Regions from separate parts of the Sus scrofa genome. Here region 2 is linked to region 1. A link is a contact called in public Hi-C data. All regions are on one chromosome and are shown on one strand. The core of a region is the stretch at or near the end of the contact, and the rest is flanking DNA. Distances in the headings are between cores, read along the strand shown. Region 1 has its middle 33 kb from the start of SPRY2. Region 2 overlaps LOC110255835 (a long non-coding RNA gene).

Region 1 (6,724 bases), core at 2,886-5,385:
TTTGTTGCACAAATGGAACTTTCAGAACTTTGGAGTAGCTAGAGGGTTTTTTTACTTAAAAAAATTTCATTGGAGATTTCATGTTTGTTATCCATGGGGCTCTAGAGCCTAGTAATCAGACATTAAAGGCTAAAGGGAACCAAACAAATGACATACTTTCAACTCCCTAGTAGGGTAATGATTTAAAACAAGGTATATATGACTAGTGCCCAGGAGTTGGCAAAATTTTTTTTCATTCTTTCTCCACCCCCCCCACCCCCCACCCCTGCCTCTCTCTCTCGCACACCCACACACGAAGACACACACACACCATTTGGGGGAGAAATAGGGATTCATTTGAGCAGGAATAAAGCTTGCCTTCTAACAAAAAAGAGGACTATTATCCCCTCATTATTTCTCTGTAAATGTTCTCATAGTCACTGATATTAATGTTCAGAGAGTTTTTTAAACCACAGTTGTATTTTTATTCCATGAAAGCAAGCTACCTGCACTCTTCCAAATAAGTCAAGCAAATTTCAAGGATGTTTAGATTTCCATGGGATACCACATAGAGCTGAAGTATACAATTTTAAAAATTACATTGGATAATTAAATGGAGGAAACTATTTTGACCTTATCTTTAACAGTTCTATTTTAAAATAATTGCGATATGCAAAAAATAAGCATATGGGACCTAATCCATCTTACAAGCTTTTGCACAGCAAAGGAAACTGTAAACAAAATGAAAAGACAGTCTACAGAATGGGAGAAAATATTTGCAAATGTTGCAACCAACAGGAGCTTAATTTCCAAAATATATAAGTAGCGCATACAACTCAACAACAACAAAAAAGATGGCTCAATCAAAAAAAATGGGCAGAAGACTTAAATATTTCCCCAAACGAGACCTACAGCTGACCAACAGGCACATGAAAAGGTGTTCCACTTCGCTAATTCCCAGAGAAAGGCAAATCATCTCACTCAGGTCAGAATGGCCATCATGAAAAAGCAAATGATGGATAAGGTTGGAGAAAAGGGAACCCTCCTATGCTGCTGATGGCAATGCAAATTGGTGCAGCTACCATGGAGAACAGTGTGGGTGTTCCTCAAAACATGAAGCATAGAGTTGCCTTATCCCATTCCTGGGCATATGTTTAGAAAATATGGAAACACCAATTTGAAAATATATATGCAGCAATGTTCATAGCAGCACTATTTACAATAGCCAAGATATGGAAGCAACTTAAAAGTCCACCAACAGAGGAATGAGTAACAAAGATGCAGTGTATGTGTGTGTGTGTGTGTGTATACCACACGCACACACACACACAACGGAATATTACTCAGCCATAAAAAGAATGAAATAACACCCTTTGCAGGAACATAGATGGACCTAGAAATTATCATACTAAATGAAGTAAGTCAGGGAAAGACAGATATCATATGATATCATTTATGTATGGAATATAAAATATGGTACAAAGAACCTATTTGCAAAACAGAAATAGACTCAGAGAAAAAAACTTATGGTTACCAAACTGCAAAGAGGGTGAAGTGGGGGATAATTTAGTGATTTGGGATCAGCAGATACAAACTACTACATACAAAATAGATAAACAACAAGGTTTTACTGTATAGCACAGGGCACCATATTCAACATTCTGTAATAAAACACAATGGGGGAGTTCCCGTCGTGGCGCAATGGTTAATGAATCTGACTAGGAACCATGAGGTTTCGGGTTCGATCCCTGGCCTTGCTCAGTGGGTTAACGATCCGGCGTTGCCATGAGCTGTGGTGTAGGTTGCAGACATGGCTCAGATCCTGCATTGCTGTGGCTCTGGTGTAGGCCGGTGGCTACGGCTCTGATTAGACCCCTAGCCTGGGAATCTCCATATGCTGCGGGAGCAGCCCAAGAAATGGCAAAAAGACAAAAAAACAACAAAACAAAACAAAACAAAAACCACAATGGGAAAGAATACGAAAAAGAATGTTTATATTTACCACATTATAAATCAACTATACTTCAATAAAAAAAAATAACTGTTATATCACCTCTCCATGTCAAAAAGATATGAGTATATAAATTGTATGATCCTAGCTTATTTAAACCAGTTTTCCTATGCCTAGAAAGTATTTTATGTCAATTTTTTCCAATAATTCATTTTAAAAATAAAAGCTTAAGTTATTTAAAGACATCTCTCTAATGTTAATCAATAATGCTTACAGTATAATCATCAGTTTTGTGAAAAACACAGAACAAAACGTCACATTAAAGGTATTTTAAATAGGGTGAGTTTAAATTTCTGTGATTGGAAAGCTAAACACAATTACACACACACACTGGAAATAGTTGACAGTTGTTCTTATCTCCATCATCGTCATCATTCACCATTTTAAGTCCTATTGAGCAGAAGTCTTTAAAAGAAGTCTTCTCCCTATAAAGAATCCCCAAATTGTCATAAAATCCAAAGTCCAGTTTTCTTCATGCACGGAGGCAAAACTGTTCACCGCAAATTCAATTAGATAAACTGAGAAGAGTTTGAACAAGAGGCAGTGCACACACCGATCTGATGGAACTGGAATATGAGAGTAAGGAGTCCCAGTGCCTGGCTTCTAGCACTCAGTTTGCCATTTGAAAGTCGTTTGATCTTAGATACACCATTCTGTACCCCACAACCTCTGACCTAGGGCCTTGGTTTTTACATCTGTAAAATGGAAACTCAACACTGTGTTCCGCTTACCTCGTATCATACTTCTAGGATCAGATGGGATCATATGTGAAAACTGTTTTCAATATCTCCGAGTGTTATGAAGCTGTAAGGGGCTGTTATTTTTTGACAGAGGTGCACGGCTTGGTGGGTTTGTTCAGAAAACCTGAGTCCAGGTTTGCCTTCTTCCACTTACTAGCTAGGAGTTCTTGAGCATGTACGTGGACCTTTTACCTCTAAAACAGAGGTAAAATACCTACTTTACGTATGTAATATAAAAACATACAATATATCAAGTTGATATAAAACAAGGTAGTAAGTTATCGTCATGTCTGGAAGATTGTCATAAGCGATGTCATGAATGCGATCAGAGCAAGAAAGGATTTTGTAAAGTAATGTACAATTTGTTAGAGTGTTTTTTTTTTTTTAAAGCTGTAAAAAGGGAGGAGAAAAAGCTTTTAAAAATTGTAAATCTCCTTGAAAATATTAAACCCACTTGCTGACAGTGGCTGAGTTTTTCTATGCTGTGAACAAATGCTCACCATCCCGATTGAGGAACAGCAGGAGAGACCTTCTAACTGGGAGGTGACCAGTTCCTTTCGCTGGGGCTACTGGGAGCCTCTGTTGAAAGCCTGGCAGAAGGATCTAGGATTTCTTTGTATGAAAGAGTCACATCTAGCTTATCAAGGGATGATTCACATACATACAAGTGAAAATCTTTAACTTTTTTTTTTTTTTAAACGAAAATGGACGTTAAGAACTTAAATGAAAGTGACTTAATAGAAATAGAATACACAGTTGTTGACGGTAAAAATCAACACAGCAGTTTCTAAATCTAATTATTAGTATATCATTCCTCATATCACATTGATTTTTTCTTTCTTTCTTTAGGGCTGCACCCACAGGGTATGGAGGTTCCCAGGCTAGAGGTCAAATGATCAAAGCAAAGCTGTAGCCGCAGGCCTACGCCATAGCCACAGCAACACCAGATCCGAGCCGTGTCTGCTATTAGACCACAGCTCACAGCAACGCTGGATCCTTAATGCACTGAGCAAGGTCAGGGATCGAACATGCATCCTCATGGATATTAGTCAGGTTTGTTGCCACTGAGCCACAATGGGAACTCCAATATCACATTGATTTTTGATATTGGTAAACCAGGACTGATACTGCTTTCGTTGTGGTCACATGAGAAGGGAACGCATGCCGGTGTATTGGAACAATGCCTTACATTTTCGCTGATTTCAAACAGGGTTACAAAAGCTTCCAGTGCTTTCCTGGTTGAGTTCTCCTGAGAAAGTAGTTCTCATAACTCTCCTGTTCTGTAATCTTCCTATTTCAGCTCTTTAAATTAACTTTGCGGTCAGCAACCAGCCTCTTTGGCTTTTGGTATGTTTTAATAAATGTTGTGCTGTTTGGCAATAGAAAGCAGGCAAAGAGTCAGAAGATCTTCCTCTAGATAGCCTTTTATGGTTGTGGAAATACCACTGCTATTGCCTTTTTTCCATTTGCCTCTCTCTCTGCCGTTTCTGATAAAACTGACTAAAATGAGAGCAAAATTACCAAGAACCCAGAAGTTTCAGAGTTCTGTAGAGAACAAACGAATAGTTACCAGTGGGGGGGGCAAAGCAGGGGATTATGAAATACAAACTACTCTACATAAAATAAATAAGCTACAAGGACATATTGTACAGCTTAGGGAATATGGCTAATAGTTTATAATAACCATAAATGGAGCATAACCTTTAAAAATTATGAATCACTATGCCGTATATCTGAAACTTATATAATATTGGACATCAACTATACCTGAATGAAAAATAATTTTTTTTCATTCAAAGGAATCGTATTTGTGAGGCTCAGTGCAGAGTGGACATGAGGTGTCTGGGGGCCTGTCATAGCAATGTCCCTACTCTCTTGCCAAAATTTAGCTGATGAGGTGTGCTTGGTACCCCTCAAGGGTACGCCGTCTGAGGTTCTGTGTTGCCTCTTCTGTAGGTTTAAAATGACAGATCAATAGGTGTAATGGCTGGAGAAGAGCAAACACTTATTTTCTGGTGTTTTGAACTCCCCCAGAAAGAGCGGCATAAATGAATGAATGAATGCATAACAAAAAATGCCAGATAACATTTAGTTCTAATAGAAAGGATACTTCCAAGTCAGTCCCTAGCTAAGAACATTTCTTTAAGCTTCCTCAACAACCATTGCCCTGTCTCTTGGTAATGGCACTTTAGCTTTTGTAATTTTTTTTTTAATTTAAAGCTAAAAGCTTTTTTTTTTTTTTTGTCTTTTCAGGGCCACACCCATGGCATATGGAGGTTCCCAGGCCAGGGGTCTAATTAGAGCTGTAGCCACTGGCCTACACCACAGCCACAGCAATGCCAGATCTGAGCCACATCTGCAACCTACAGTACAGCTCATTGTAACGCCAGGTTCTTGACCCATTAAGTGAGGCTAGGGATTGAACCCACAACCTCATGGTTCCCAGTTGAATTTGTTTCTTCTGTGCCGTGACGGGAACTCCTCTTTTTAGCTTTTTAGGGCTGCACCTGCAGCCTATGGAAGTTCCCAGGCTAGGGGTTGAATCGGAGCTACAGCTGCTGGCCTACACTACAGCCACAGCAACTTGGGATCCAGGCTGAGTCTGTGACCGACACCGCAGCTCAAGGCAGCCGGATCCCTGACCCACTGAGTGAAGTCAGGGTTCGAACCTGTATTCTCATGGATACTAGTTGGATTTGTTTCTGCTGAGCCACAACAGGAACTCACCTAACTTTTGTAATTTTATAATTTAAGTACATGATCCATTTTGAGTACATTTTTGTGTAAAGGATGAAGTTTAGGTCAAGGTCTATTTTTTTACCTGTTGACATCCAATTGCCCCAGTGTCATTTATTGAAAAGGCTGTGTATCCTTCAATGGATTTCTTCATGGATGGAGGTAGAATTCACAGTGTTCCATTTTATGTATGTATGAATGTATGTATTTATTTATTTGTTTTTTATGGCCCCACCCGTGGCATATGGAAGTTCCTGGGGCAGGGATTGAATCCAAACTGCAGCTGCAACCCACATCACAGCTGTGGCCAAGACGGATCCTTTAACTCACTGCTCTGGGCCCAGGATCGAACCCGCTCCTCTCCAGTGACCTGAGTCACTGCAGTTGGCTTCTTAACCCACTGTGCCACAGCGGGAACTCCAGCATTCCATTTTAATATGCATATTTTCTTTTTCCTTCAATGCGGAGACTTTTTTTTTTCTATTATGCTTTTGTATATTTCTTATTCCATTTGTTGACTTTAGGGAGAAATGCATCTTACTAATTTTTGATAGATCCTTCAATGTAGAGATAACTCAATCAGTGTAATTTCAGTTCTCACTCTATCCCAGAGAACAATCAATGCATGATGCATCTGAGCTCTACAATTTGGATAAATAAATTAAACCTGTTTGGCTTGATTTCCACTCTTTTTCTTGTGGGGAAGAAAAGCCTGAAGGAAGCAAGAGCCAGGACACAGGATAACTTCTGCTTTCCATGAGGTTCTTCCTCCGGAGTCAGACCACCCATCTCCCATCACGGAGAGTAGAGTTCTCTTCAGTACTGCCTGTGTCTGAATGAATAAGTCTGCTCATTCTAGGGTTCAGTTAACATGCGCATTTGGCTGTCACACCAAATTGCATCCTCTAGCTTTGCCTCTAGCAACCATAAAGTTGATATTTTGCTCGCTTAAGTGCTGGTATGTCTTCTTTTTCAATTGTGTAATCATCTCAGCAGGAAAGAGGGGTGCTTTTTATTGAGGCTGTCTGAAATTCCTAGCATTTAATGTATAGGTCAGAAACATTGCTAGAAATAACAGAGGGTAGAACTTGCCAATGAAAGGTTTTGGTATAGTTTGGACATTTGATTTTAATGTGTATGCAGTTTTTTTTTGGTCTTGGCACTTCGCAGAGGTTTATATTGTACTAAGTTTCCAGTGCTACTGTTTTTAGGCACCTGGTATTTGACTTTGGTCTGTGTATTAGTCAGCTCAGGCTGC
Region 2 (6,986 bases), core at 4,141-6,640, 350 kb after region 1:
AGGTGACAAATTCTGAGCTTTGCTGGCTTCTCTACTGCAAACTTAGAGAGCTACAATAGAAGTTTGCTGAAAAAGGTGGGTAGAAGTCCCGATACCATTAAAGGGCTAGTGTATTGCTGGAAAAAGGAGCATCAGTCTCCAGAATGTTTCAGCAATGAGATAGAACTTGAGGAATACTTGAGGGAAACCGGTAGAAATATTTCCTTCCAGGGAGGCATGGATGACTTCATCTTAGCATCATATTTCCAGGCCATAATGGAGTACTTGAGACTTAGAATGGCCCTTAGCAAAAATGTGTTTAAGAGAAAGAAATTTAGTCACTCCCTCTGTCCTGACTTTACATTCTAGATCTCACTTCAACTATAATCCTTATTGCAGTTTGCTGAGTTTTCTCATAACATGCTATATGGAGAGAGAGAACAGAATTTCAGGTGGGGTAGGTAAGGCTTTCAACAGCTACTATTCACAACTAGTTTGAGAATTTAGGAAATTTACTTAACTCAATTGGGCTGCCTTATCCTCATCTTTGAATTGAGATTAATAAAACCAAAATCATATACAAGAAATGTAGCACAGTGCTTAACGTGAAGTGAGATGAGTAGACTGAACAACATGGATGATTAAATTCAGGAAAAAACAGAACAGACTAATTACAAATTTGGGGTAAGGCATCTGCTGAAATTGACCTAAATGCAGAGGTGATCTTAGAAATGGAACAAATGCCAAATTCACTCATGATTTCGGCAATAGTACTAGGGTTTCCAGTAGGGTTTCCCTCAAGAGAGAGATAAACTGTACATCCCCTAAGAGTGGTGAATATTTAGGAGTTACTTGAGCAAAGTTCTAGCACAAGAGCAAGGTAGATCCTTTCCTTCATTGGCTGGTGCTGGATACCCTTAAGCAGAAGCTCTCTATAGAGAGTAAGAGGAGGAACACTGGCAGGAGCAACTTTGGAGTCTAGTGTATCACTGCAGGGACCTGAATTTGAAGAAAGAGACTTTGAGAGCACTGTGAGCAAGCAGTGATTATGAGACCAACCAATAGCACCTAGGACAAGGCCAGCATCTCTACCCACCAGGTAGAGGATAAGGAATATGGGAATGAACTAAGGTCGTTGATGTGGTTTCTTCCTGGGTAACAATGGATTCTCTCTGTCAGGGACAAAAATGAGCCTAAGCCTGGGGTGACAGGAAGGAAAACTGCACATACTGTGAAATTCAAATTCCAGGGGAAACTAGAAAAAAATAAGCAGATGTCTAAACACATATAGAGTGTCTTATAATTTAGTCTCAGATTTCTAAGACATTTGGCAGAGACTCTCCAGAAGAAAGGCAAATCTTAAAGATACACAAAATCAAGGAAGAAAATTCAACATTCAAAGAGATAAGTTTAAAATACGGCTGACCTTACAATGTGACAGGCACATTGAACTGAATTTGACCTTCTCGGCAATTTGTAACAGAAAATACTTTCACAAAAATAGAATTTTTGTTTATCTAAAGTACATGATAAACATTACTCTTCCTGAAGTCTGCTTTATCCTAGATCTTCAGTTTTCACCAATAAAGAATGTCTTCAGATAATTTTATCCAAAGACTTTTCCTTCATTCTCCTGAACTTCCATTTTCTCCTTTGCACTTCTAACGAAAATTAATGGAATAGGACTGACTACTTTGTAAAACAGCTCAATCATATTTGGATACAAGTATGTATAATCTCACTTCATTATAACCTTTATAACTTGGATATATTCATATAACTCACGAAAGATAAAATTTTCATTTTTTTTCAATAAATCTTTTCTTTTTCTGATTATGAGCAAAACTGTTCCAAATGATAAAACTGAAGCTGTGCTTGTTTTTAAAAAACTTCCATGCAAAGCTTCCCATAAACTAGCAACATTTTTTATACTAATAATTGATGAGTCTCATGTTAAAGCTCATTAGTAAACTTAGACTAGATTCTGTTTTAGAAATTCTCCCCCAAAATTCAGTTTATATATAAATATATATAAACTCTTACTACATACATATATACATGTAATATATACATCTGTACATGCATAAATATATGTATTTATATTGTATATATATACATATTTTTTTTCTTTTTAGCAGCACTGATTTTATTAGGCCTGGGGATATCATTGGTCATTCTGTTCTCTCTTAAGAAGCCTCTGTAGTTTGTTGAATCATGGGGGATCCCATATATATAAGGAGAAAAAAAGTAAACAAAAAATAGAGCAAGCCATACCACATGATAAAAGAATGGTAGTCCTGGGATTCTTATAACCTATTCTATCAGCCCGTGATGCCAACTTTAATGTTGATTTTTAGCCAAAATTTCATAGTGGGTAAGGGAAGTGGGAAGTTTCATCTCATTTCCAACCAAGCCCTAGTCGTCCGTGTTTCTTTTCAGCTCATCCAACAGGTTGCTGGGGTAGGTTGTTGGGTACACGTTGTTTTGTACCATTGATGAAAGAGGTGCTACTTCAAGTCAAATAGTTCTTAAGTGTAAGAACAAAGATAGGAATCCAGGCCTCCTGATTCTAGCTCCATAGCCAAACTATATACTAAAGTGATTAAAAAACTAATCCTTTGCAGGAGAGTTAGGTAAATTTGGGTTTGATGTAATAATCCAGAAAGCACCCAAAGGGTGTGATTCTTTTAGAGAAGTAGAACTTCACATTGAATTCAGGGTAGGGCTCCAAAAGGACATTCCTGCTGCCTGATCCTATTTCTTAGTAATCTCTTAATATTAATGGATAGAAGGCCAAAAACCCTTAAGTGTGTGTTAATCAGTTCCTAAAAGGATTAGACCTTAACTTTAAGTATTAAGCTTTTGCTTATCTTGTCAAAACCTTCAGTTTTGTTGAATTCTAATTACTAACCTATTCCCCTATGCAGATGGTCATGGGGGTTGGGGGGGGGGAGGAAGTTACCTCCTCCCTTGACCAAAGTAATTTATTAGTTTGTTGACAGATTACACAAGGCTGACTCTCTGCTTATCACAGTTATGCCTCAAATATGCCTGAGGAGTGTGTATTTTGTACTTGTAAGGTCATCATGTTACCACAAGCTCTAGCCTGTTTGTTTGAACAAGGGCGAGAACATGCACATAGATCATTCAGTAAACCTATTCGTCAGGGGTATGGTGGTTAACAAAGATAAACACTTTATCTACAGAGTACCGGAGGAAAAGGTCTCCAAATTCCTAGCCTGTCTTCATGTTCTAATGCCAACACAGATTTTATGTCAACTCATTTATTTGCCCTTAGTTGTATATACAGGCAAACAGTTTAGTTTATTTATTACATATCTTTGCCACAATATATTTAATTTATGCAGAATTATTTGTTAAAATTAAGAAGTAAAAAGATATCTGGGACCATCAAGTCTAGTACTCATAAAATGTCTCTAAATTTTTATTAACATTATATATAATATTTAAGTTCAAAAGTATAAATTGATGAAGTTCTCTAATTTGCAACCTATAGTAAAAGGAGCATCCATTTTTTTTTTTCTTCAGCTGTGCCCAAGGTATGTGGAAGTTCCCAAGCCAGGGATCAAATCTGTGCCACAGCAGTGACAATGTTGGATCCTGAACCCACTGAGCCACCAGGGAACTCCTAGGACTTCTCCATCAATTAATATTTCTGAGGTCTTTCATATAATTTTAACTTTTGAGATTCAATATTCAGTTTAATCACAGATCATAAAATTTACAAGGTAAAAAAGGGTGAAAAATTCCCTTTAAGAGTCAAATGGTTCAGATCAAAATCCAATGCCTGATGTAATTTTGAAAAAAGACTCAGTTAAGCAATAAGTTACTTATTCACAATAATTCACTTGTTCACAACTCAAGAATATTAGAATTGTGGAGACATTATATCAATAGATGAAAAAAAGGTAATTTTTGTTAAGGAAATATCTCAAGATGAAAAGCACCAATTCCCTCTTTTCCTTCATTTTTTTCCAAACGCAAAATTTAGAATTCACTGTTAGCCAGAACTCCCTGAAGAATGGCAAGTTAACTGGGCAGAGACTCAGATAGTAGAGGAATTAATTCTCTGTCTCTTTGGTTGAACTGTTGCCTACTTTTGAGGGTTCATTTAATCTACAGGCACTCAGGAGACTATCTTAGTGACAAGAGTAAAGGGTTTCTTGTGGTTCTGCCTTGAGATTCTTTATCTTGAGTCAGAACATTCCAGGGGCTCATGTCACCAGGGACTCGTTTTTCACTTCCCATTTTTTTTTCATGTTTATGAAGAACAAGTCTTGCTTAGTAGTTTAGTATTTTAAAACGATTTCAATACGTTACCTGAAGAAATCATGTTATTGTTATATTATTTTATTTTTTAAAGCTTTTTAAATTTCTTGACTATTTACCTCTTTTGTTTTATACCTTTATTTTAAATCTTCTACTTGGAAAATTTCATGTTCTTTTTGCTTTTTTATAATTCTACTCTTACATTTATCCTACTTTATTAGTTTATTCAACTACCTTTTTGTCTACCACTTACTTCGGTGCTTCATTTTCTTCAAAACCCTTATCGATTTGATTACTTGACTGTCTAGTTTAATTTCTTAACTTTTATTTAATTTTGTTGCCTCATTTTATAATGGCCACATAACGGTGACAACAGAAGAAAGAAGAAGTACAGAGCATTTGTATATTCACTAAGAGGAAAAAAAAACAGTACATGAGGACAAAACACTAGGTAAAATATTCAGAGAAATGTTAATTATTGAAGAACCAAGCTTTGGAGTTTATCATCATAATAACAGAAATTTGGTGCTGTTTATCTCAGCTCTGTCTCAGGAATTGAGCCCCAAGATAGGAGAAAAGAGACTGTTCTCTCAGGATGACCTGAATTCAACAGGTGATGCAGACAGAGCTCCAAGAAGCCAAGCTCCCCTGATTCTCTCCTGACAAGAGCATTCATTCAGGCCATGGCTAAGCCCCTGATGAGCATGTGTTTGAATGCTAGTTTAACTGATTCCAGGGCAGTTGTATTCTTATTGTCATATAGAAACCAAGTGTTTAGGATTCATATATTCTCATGGCTGATTTTAAAAAATCATCCATGAGCATTGTTTCTAGGTTAATCTCTACTGGGCTGGTGTGCTCAGGGCAATAGCTTACAGTGGCTTGTAGCTGCTATTCTTCTACTCCTCTAATATCTCAAGGTCCACTAATCCAGGGCATTTTACCCAAGTCATTTGACGTTCACCTACCTTTTGCCCACGTAATATTGTGAGGCTATTCTACAGCTTTCTCTGTTACCTTGGAAAAAATGTTGAGTATTTTTCCTATGACTCAACATTTCTTAGGGATATGTATAATGAGGAGCAGACTGCTGCAAAGTTACAAGGAGGGAAGAGAAAAAGGACATTTTTAGGGAAATCTCCATCATACATACCATTTACACAGCAGTGAATCTGAATTGTTCTTGTGGAGTAAAACTATGCCTTTTTCATCATACATATCCTTTAATGTAGTGCTATGTCTCAGAAATGTCTGGAGTAGTTATACCCCAAACAAGGTTACTCTTGCTGTCCCTCACCCTGAGAATGTAGAGAAATTATTCACACATGCTCAGCAAGATGGGAAGAGTCCTTTCTGCACACAGCAAAATTGCAGTGGCCACTGAGGGCAAAAGCTGGAGAACTCTTGAAAATGTGCAGAGTAACACTTTTCTTCAGAAGGAGTTAGACATACACCTATTTTTTTTTTTTTTTGTCTTTTGTCTTTTTAGGGCCACACCCAAGACACATGGAAGTTCCCAGGCTAGGGGGCGAATTTGACCATGTAGCTGCTGGCCTACCCCACAGCCACAGAAATGCAGGATCTGAGCCGAGTCTGTGACCTACACCATAGCTCACGGCAACGCCAGATCCTTAACCCACTGAGCAAGGCCAGGGATTGAACCCACAACCTCATGGTTCCTAGTCGGATTTGTTAACCACTGAGCCACGACGGGAACTCCCAGACCTATATTCTTTAAAATGCCATTTAAATTTAAGTTTAGATGCATTCATGTTGATAACAATCTGGAGAGTCGTATGAATTTTCTGGAAGCTCTCAGAATCTCAGGTGGAAGGGTATTGAAGGTCAGTTATTGCATTGTATTTCTTAATATCTTTCTTTTTAATTGAAATAGTTGATTTACAATATTGTGTGACTTTCAGCTGTACAGCAAAGTGATCCAGTTATAACTATGTATTCTTTTCAAAATATTTCCCATTGTAGGTTATTGTGAGATATCAAATATTGTCCCCTGTGTTATACAGTAAATCCTTGTTGCTTATCTATTTTATATATAGTAGTGCATATCTGTTATTCCCCAAACCCTAATTTATCTTGATCCCCTTTTGATCTTTTAACTATACATTTTTCTCTGTCTGTGAGTCTTTTTGTTTTGTAAACAGAGTCATTTGTATTATTTTTTACATTCTACATATAAGTGATATCATACAATATTTGTCTTTGATTTAGTACGATAATCTTCTAGGTCCATGCATGTTGCTAAAAATGGCAATATTTCATTCTTTTTATAATTGAGTAATATTTCATTGTGTGTATATATATGCACATATATATATAGACACACATGAGTATATATGTATATAATGTATATATATGTGTGTGTGTATTTATAGCTATATATCTCAGCATCTTCTTTATCCATTCATCTATCAATGGACACTTAGGTTGCTCTACATCTTGGCTACTGTAAGTGGTGCTGCTATGAACACTGAGGTACATGTATCTTTTTGAATTACAGTTTTTGTCTTTTTCAGATATATGCCCAGGAGTGGGATTGCTGGATCATATGGTAGCTCTATTTTAAATTTTTCAAGGACTCTCCATACTGTTCTCCATAGAGGCTACACCAATTTACATTCCCACCAACAGTGAAGGAGTGTTCCCTTTTCTCCACACCCTCTCCAGCATTTATTCTTTTGATGACAGTCATCCGACTG

What was found. A called contact is a pair of places that touch in the nucleus more often than the background predicts.
Region 2: a Hi-C map of embryonic fibroblasts shows a contact between it and region 1, with 4 times the contacts expected there. The contact joins two enhancer-like sites. A contact is called at or near these places in 1 of 47 Hi-C or Micro-C datasets (embryonic fibroblasts) and 1 of 2 datasets of contacts at active chromatin or transcription factors (skeletal muscle).

The regions. Positions count from the first base shown.
Region 1 is chr11:52,188,251-52,194,974 of Sscrofa11.1, forward strand. No RefSeq gene overlaps it. Among named protein-coding and RNA genes, the nearest start is that of SPRY2, 33 kb to the left of the region's middle. Within about 2 kb of position 4,136, at least 6 of the 83 cell types and tissues checked have an H3K27ac peak or open chromatin away from gene starts, as enhancers often do. A contact at or near this core is called in embryonic fibroblasts, where this site is marked.
Region 2 is chr11:52,534,616-52,541,601 of Sscrofa11.1, forward strand. The region is part of intron 2 of LOC110255835 (a long non-coding RNA gene); the gene reads right to left. Among named protein-coding and RNA genes, the nearest start is that of SPRY2, 380 kb to the left of the region's middle. Within about 2 kb of position 5,391, at least 4 of the 83 cell types and tissues checked have an H3K27ac peak or open chromatin away from gene starts, as enhancers often do. A contact at or near this core is called in embryonic fibroblasts, where this site is marked.